Regions from separate parts of the Mus musculus genome. Here region 1 is linked to region 2. Evidence: chromatin contacts called from public Hi-C data. All regions are on one chromosome and are shown on one strand. The core of a region is the stretch at or near the end of the contact, and the rest is flanking DNA. Distances in the headings are between cores, read along the strand shown.

Region 1 (3,701 bases), core at 978-3,477, 300 kb after region 2:
TCTGACTCCCCATACTCACCACACAGCTGCCAGCCTCTGACTCCCCATATACACCACACAGCTATCAGCCTCTGACTCCCCATATACACCACACAGCTGTCAGATACATGTCAGCCTCTGACTCCCCATACACACCACACAGCTGTCAGATACATGTCAGCCTCTGACTCCCCATACACACCACACAGCTGTCAGATACATGTCAGCCTCTGACTCCCCATACTCACCGCACAGCTGTCAGCCTCTGACTCCCCATACTCACCACACAGCTGTCAGCCTCTGAGTCCCCATACTCACCACACAGCTGTCAGATACATGTCAGCCTCTGACTCCCCATACTCACCACACAGCTGTCAGCCTCTGAGTCCCCATACTCACCACACAGCTGTCAGCCTCTGAGTCCCCATACTCACCACACAGCTGTCAGCCTCTGACTCCCCATACTCACCACACAGCTGTCAGCCTCTGACTCCCCATACACACCACACAGCTGTCAGCCTCTGACTCCCCATACACACCACACAGCTGTCAGCCTCTGACTCCCCATATACACCACACAGCTGTCAGCCTCTGACTCCCCATACACACCACACAGCTGTCAGCCTCTGACTCCCCATATACACCACACAGCTGTCAGATACATGTCAGCCTCTGACTCCCCATACACACCACACAGCTGTCAGCCTCTGACTCCCCATATACACCACACAGCTGTCAGATACATGTCAGCCTCTGACTCCCCATACACACCACACAGCTGTCAGATACATGTCAGCCTCTGACTCCCCATATACACCACACAGCTGTCAGATACATGTCAGCCTCTGAGTCCCCATACTCACCACACAGCTGTCAGCCTCTGAGTCCCCATACTCACCACACAGCTGTCAGCCTCTGACTCCCCATACTCACCACACAGCTGTCAGATACATGTCAGCCTCTGACTCCCCATTAACACCACACAGCTGTCAGCCTCTGACTCCCCATACACACCACACAGCTGTCAGCCTCTGACTCCCCATACACACCTCACAGCTGTCAGCCTCTGACTCCCCATATACACCACACAGCTGTCAGCCTCTGACTCCCCATACACACCACACAGCTGTCAGCCTCTGACTCCCCATATACACCACACAGCTGTCAGATACATGTCAGCCTCTGACTCCCCATACACACCACACAGCTGTCAGCCTCTGACTCCCCATATACACCACACAGCTGTCAGATACATGTCAGCCTCTGACTCCCCATACACACCACACAGCTGTCAGATACATGTCAGCCTCTGACTCCCCATATACACCACACAGCTGTCAGATACATGTCAGCCTCTGAGTCCCCATACTCACCACACAGCTGTCAGCCTCTGACTCCCCATACACACCACACAGCTGTCAGATACATGTCAGCCTCTGACTCCCCATATACACCACACAGCTGTCAGATACATGTCAGCCTCTGACTCCCCATATACACCACACAGCTGTCAGATACATGTCAGCCTCTGAGTCCCCATACTCACCACACAGCTGTCAGATACATGTCAGCCTCTGACTCCCCATACACACCACACAGCTGTCAGCCTCTGACTCCCCATACACACCACACAGCTGTCAGCCTCTGACTCCCCATACACACCACACAGCTGTCAGCCTCTGACTCCCCATATACACCACACAGCTGTCAGCCTCTGACTCCCCATACACACCACACAGCTGTCAGCCTCTGACTCCCCATATACACCACACAGCTGTCAGATACATGTCAGCCTCTGACTCCCCATACACACCACACAGCTGTCAGCCTCTGACTCCCCATATACACCACACAGCTGTCAGATACATGTCAGCCTCTGACTCCCCATATACACCACACAGCTGTCAGCCTCTGAGTCCCCATACTCACCACACAGCTGTCAGCCTCTGACTCCCCATACTCACCACACAGCTGTCAGATACATGTCAGCCTCTGACTCCCCATACACACCACACAGCTGTTCAGATACATGTCAGCCTCTGACTCCCCATACACACCACACAGCTGTCAGATACATGTCAGCCTCTGACTCCCCATATACACCACACAGCTGTCAGATACATGTCAGCCTCTGACTCCCCATACACACCACACAGCTGTCAGCCTCTGAGTCCCCATACACACCACACAGCTGTTCAGATACAGGAACGAGTAGAGCTGTGGTTTCACTCTGACACGTAAGTCGGCTGTTTTGTTCCTTTTGCAGAATAGGAAACAGCAGTCACAGTGTTTAGGTAATGTCCCAATGGCTGGTGACCTCCTTAGCAGAAGAGATTCATCTTTAAAGCCCAGTTCTTCACCACTTCCATCATCCTTAGCAATGCCCTTTCAATTTGCATTCAATTTAGTAAGCATCACTGAGGGCCTCTATGAGCCACAAGCTGAGCTTGGGGAGAAGTATGATCGGATGCAACCTGTTAAATACACCACAGGCATGTGTTACTGTCAAAGCCTTGGTGCCTTGCTGTGGGAGCAATACCAGCTACTCCCTATATACTCTTTTCCTGACATGAAATTTGTTTAAATTTCTCTTTAAAATGTTGTAACATTAAACTATTTGTGAAGGCATATCCATCTGTCCCTCTTACTCTCCTCAACTATAAAGTAAACAAATAGATAAAAGCTTACTGCTCTGGGACATAAGTATTGTACAAAGCTGTGCCTACAGTCCTGGGTCTTTGCGTTTACTTTATGGAACCTTTTATAAGTGATGCCTTTAAAGTCTTTTCATTACTTAAATGCCTGCATAACAAATACCACAAAAGTGACGTGCCTTGTTCATGTGTTAACCTGACTTATAAGATTCTTGTATGGGTCTCATTAGTACCTTCATCTGGAAGTTTACTTACTCCATAGTAGAAAACCTGTTGAATGAGTAGTGTTGGGGCTGGTGAGATGTCTCAGCGGTCAAGAATACAGGCTGTTCTTCCAGAGGTCCTGAGTTCAATTCCCAGCAACCACATGACTTTCTATAAAGGGATCTTATGCCCTCTTCTGGTATATAGGGGTGCATGCAGACATAGCACACCTACACTTAAACAAAACAAAACATAAATAAATTAATTAAAAAAAAAAACCCAAGACAGGCAGTTGTGGCTTAGGCTTAATCCCAGCACTAAGGAGGCAGAGGAAAGTGGCTCTCTGTGAGTTCAAGGACAGCCTGATCTACAGAGAGAGTTCCAGTTCCAGGACAGCCAAAGCTCCCTGTCTCAAAAAAAAAAACCAAAGAAATAGAGTGGTGTGAATTTTGTGTTTGTGTGGGATATTTTACAGGTTTCTTTTTGTGAATTTTTGATAAAATTAACAGTAGTGGTAGGCAGCTCCTCTGATCTTTTATGCCATCGTGGTTCAAGTTACTTCGGCAGTGGAGGATTGAAACACTTTGTGTTATATTGACTATCTATCACTGATACTTGGATTTTTAAATATTTATTTGCGACTTCAATTTAGAATGGATTCATTCTTCTTGGCTGAAATGTTTAAATACCTGTACCTGTTATTTGCTGATAAAGAGGACATCATTTTTGACATAGAAGACTATATCTTTACAACAGAAGCTCATCTGTTACCGCTTTGGCTTTCCACCACAAACCGAAGCATCTCAAAGAAGAACACAGTGAGTTTTAAATTAAATGCCTTCATCACCTTTCACTTTTATAATT
Region 2 (3,915 bases), core at 1,354-3,853:
ACACCCACAGAGGAAATACCGAAGACTCACAGAATCAGGTCCAGAGTGTTCAACCTTTAGGGGGAGTATGTTGGGGGATGACGGGTGGGGTTGGGTCTCTATGTAGTTCCAAGCTGGCCTAGAACTCGGAAACTTCCTCTGCCTCTCAAGTGCTGGAATTAAAGTCAGGTGCCACCACATCCAGCTGACACTGTGACAAGACACTGTCATCTACAGACATGCTGCTGGGTTGCCATTCTTAGCTATCCTGGAACCTATGTGGCCAAGGCAGGAGGTTGGGCAGTCCTGACATCAAAAACCTAAGATCAGTAATAGACTAATGAAATTCCAAACATGACTTAAGTCTACATTTCTGTGTACTCTACCTGGGCACTGTCTTAAATGAGCCACAGAGAAAACAAAACTAAATAAATAACAAAGCCCACTAAAGTTCCAGTATTTTGTATGTCTGTAGTGTCTGTTACACTATTTGTTCTAACTGAAAGCTTTCTGTGCAGCACATTAGAGGACCATTATCTTATTTTTCAAATATAAAGGCTATCATAAAGTCTCCTTTTAGAGGCTTGGATTTTGCCTTGTCTGTGCTTGTGAGACAGTCTCATAGCCCACTCTGCTCTTTGTGTAGCCCAGGATGGCCTGTCTCTACTCCTAAAGCTAAGTCAGCTATGTGTCTAAAGTCTACAACTTAGTCTTCATCTGAACTACTGCCCTGTCCCTTCCACACGAGGGATTTAGAGAAATAAGTAAACTTGGAGAAAGTAAAAACCCATATTTGGTGTGATACCTAACAACTGGAGTGTTATATATTTATCAGTTATTTTACTAAATAGATTAGATGTTACCATCAAGTCTTTAAAAAAGGATACCTGTTGATTGTAGCAAGTAGAGATTTTAGAGGGCAAAGAGGTATATCCAGGAGTAATATTGTTGCCGTTTAAGTTCTTTATAAATCAGAGGTTAAAAGTTCAACTTAAGACACAAAATGTAAGACAGCTGTGTTGAATGTCTATAATCTTGTCACCAGGGAAGCTGAGACAGGAGGATTGCCTTAAACTCAGTATCGAGTATGAGGCCAGCTTGCCTGGACAATACTGAATGGGTCGCTGGCAAAAGTAAATAAATAAAAATAAAATAAATCTCAAAATACTGAATGGGTCGCTTGCAAAAGTAAATAAATAAAAATAAAATAAATCTCAAAACCCGACATTTGCTTTATTAAAATATTCAACAATTACAAATAATTAGATACCAATTCCACTAAGTACTCCAGTTGATTATCTCGAAACTATCAAAAAATAATTGAATGCAAATGACTTATGGTACTTTTAATTAAAATATGGCTTAAATTACTTGACACTATGCCTTCCTTTTTTTTTATTTCAAAAGAAATAACCGCATACCAAATACTTAAAAGCCTAGCTAAGCTTTTTCACACACCGTGTAGAAAGTCTGACATTTCCACAACAAGTCACAAGGCATACAAACTTCCGACAGCTTCTTTAAAAAGACACCCAACGGGGCTTCGGGGACATGAATCGGTAATCTGTTCCGGTGGGCAAAAGCAAAGAAAGGAACCTCAAAGTTTCCAAGACCGACCTTTTTTTTTTTTTTTTTTTTTAAACCAACAACAATATCTCTGCGAGTATGAAGGCGACTTCTGAAGCGAGGAAACGATTCTAACAAGGGCCGGGACTCGGGAGCCGACAGGCAGAGGGAGTGGACCAAGGATTTCGGCAAACACAGCCCGGGGTCAAAACGCGAAGCAGCTCGAACCCACGGAGTCGCCCCCTCCCCCAACACCGCCTCCAGGGTGAGCCCGTGGCTCGCGGAGGCGGCAACAGATACTCCGGGGCAGGCGGCGGCTCTCCAGGAATGTGGGGCCGAGAGGGGATCCCGAGCCCACCCCGGTGCCAGGTCCCAAAGGAGAGCTGTCGGCCCGGAGCGCCCCTCCCCGCCCCCACGGCGCCGACCTCCGGGCCCCGCGAGCAAGCCCAGGGCTAAGTTCTCCCAGCGCTCCGGTGCCGCCCTCGAGGCCCCGGCCGCCGTAAGCCCAGGGCCGCGCGGGTGCGCTTCCCCGAAGGGCTCCGGACGCTTCGCCAGCCCGGTGCTCACGGGCCGCGAACAATGAGCCCTCCCGGGCGGGCCGCGAGCGGCGGAGCGAACGGCCGGGGGCGGCGGCGCCATCGCCTCACGGCCCCTCGCGGCCGCGGACACACACACACACACACACCCCCAGCCCCGCCGCCGCTCGGGCCGCGGCCCGTTCCGGGTGCCCCTGCCCCAGCCCGCCGCCCTCGCAGACGTCGCCATCCCCCTCCCTGCCTAGCTCACCGGCTCCTGCCCCAGCCCGGGGGTGCGCTGGCAGTGGCCGGAGCGAGACTCGAGAATCAACCGCCGGCGCCGCCGCACAATATGGCGAGTCTCGGCTTCCGCAATGGAGCTCGGGAAATACAACAGGGGCCGCTCAATATTCATGAGAGACTGGGGAGGGGGGAGCCGGCTCGGCCGGAGCTGCGGGGAGGGCGGGAAGGAGCGAGCGAGCGAGCGAGCGAGCGAGGAGGCGGAGGCGCGGGACGCGGACGCGCACCGCGCGGGGAGGCCCCTGGCGTAGGGGAAGGGGCGTGCCTAGTGCAGGCCCGGACCGCCGGGCCACGCCCACACCCTGGCCCTGGCTCCGCCCCCGCCCGTGGCTACAGCTCGCCAGACGCCCCCAGCGCCGGCGCAGCCCCCAGCCAACGCCTGCTGACTTGGGCGTCTTCTTTCTGTCTGTTTCCCCCGTCCTGGAGCCTTTCTGGGCCTGTCTGAGCCCACAGGTTGCGCCTTCCCTCCCGCTGCTGAGGTTTCGATTTGGGCTTCCAGCCCCTGACTTCGTCCTCGTCCTCGTAGTCATCCCAGCCCAAGTAAATCCTCAGGGTTTCTGCTGCAGAACTTTCCGGACTTTGGATCTCTAAGGCATACAAAGCCAGCAAGATCTAAGGAAAGTGACCTTCAACTCTGGAAATAGGCGCTTGTTAGTACGTCCCTAATGATCTCCTTGCTACTCTTTATATCGACCTCCTTGACGCTTTCAGTGTTCTGAATTTGAAAATATAAGTAGCCATAGATAGTTGTCATTACCACCACCACTACCCAAAAAAATAGCCTGCAAGTTGTCACTCGGTAATTCCTGCATTTAACTTTTAAGTAACACGTAGGAAAAAAAGTTCCCTAACTTCAAAATGTTTCATTGGTCATGGTCTCTTGAAAGGATAATCAAGAATAGCAGATGATAAATGGGAAGGCACTTAATTTGCACTGCACTGAAATTGGGCGAGGTGGCTTATAGCTTCCAGTAACGTTATTATGGAATTCCTTTTCTGTGGCTTAAAATTTTCTTACTTATTGTATTATTCGGGGTTTTCTATAGAAACAACTAATAGAATGCATATATATTAAATATATTCAGCATATAGAGAGGGGGGATATTAAGTATATGCAATATAGAGAGAGGTGGGGTGGGTATTAGAGTGGCTTACAGGCTGTGGTCTAAGCCAACAGTACTGTCTCCAAACTACAAGGTGAAGAACCTAGTAGTTTTAAGCCCTTGGTGCTGGCTGTGTCAGCGGGTCGTTGGCCTATGTTGGAATCCAAAGAAGTGTTTTTTAATATCAGTAAAGTAATGTCTCAGCATCAGATCTTGCTGGCGAAAGCTTTCTACTCACCCCTTCCTTTTTTGTATGCTACCACAGAAGGTGTGGCAAAGAGTTCAGATGGGACTTCAAGGCTTGAATGATCCAATCAAGAAAACATTCACGAGTGTGCTCAGTTGTTTGGTGTTTTGTTAATCCCAGATGTGACCAACCAGGATTGGTGCTCACACTTACTGTCCACTCTAGCAATTTAAAAAGCCCAAGGTTAAACTTTTCCCGGGATGTG

Evidence for each region. A called contact is a pair of places that touch in the nucleus more often than the background predicts.
Region 1: a Hi-C map of B cells shows a contact between it and region 2, with 5 read pairs. The contact joins the enhancer-like site here to the promoter of Rnf2 in region 2. A contact is called at or near these places in 3 of 39 promoter capture datasets (the HPC-7 cell line and pre-B cells), 2 of 484 Hi-C or Micro-C datasets (B cells and granulocyte-monocyte progenitors) and 1 of 115 datasets of contacts at active chromatin or transcription factors (the SCID.adh cell line).

What each region holds. Positions count from the first base shown.
Region 1 is chr1:151,800,789-151,804,489 of GRCm38.p6, forward strand. Edem3 (ER degradation enhancer, mannosidase alpha-like 3) reads left to right here. Exons shown (of 20, transcript NM_001039644.2): 14 at 3,490-3,655. Among named protein-coding and RNA genes, the nearest start is that of Edem3, 47 kb to the left of the region's middle. Within about 2 kb of position 2,228, at least 11 of the 459 cell types and tissues checked have an H3K27ac peak or open chromatin away from gene starts, as enhancers often do. A contact at or near this core is called in B cells, where this site is marked.
Region 2 is chr1:151,498,388-151,502,302 of GRCm38.p6, forward strand. It overlaps Rnf2 (ring finger protein 2), which reads right to left and starts at 2,604. Exons shown (of 7, transcript NM_011277.3): 1 at 2,332-2,604.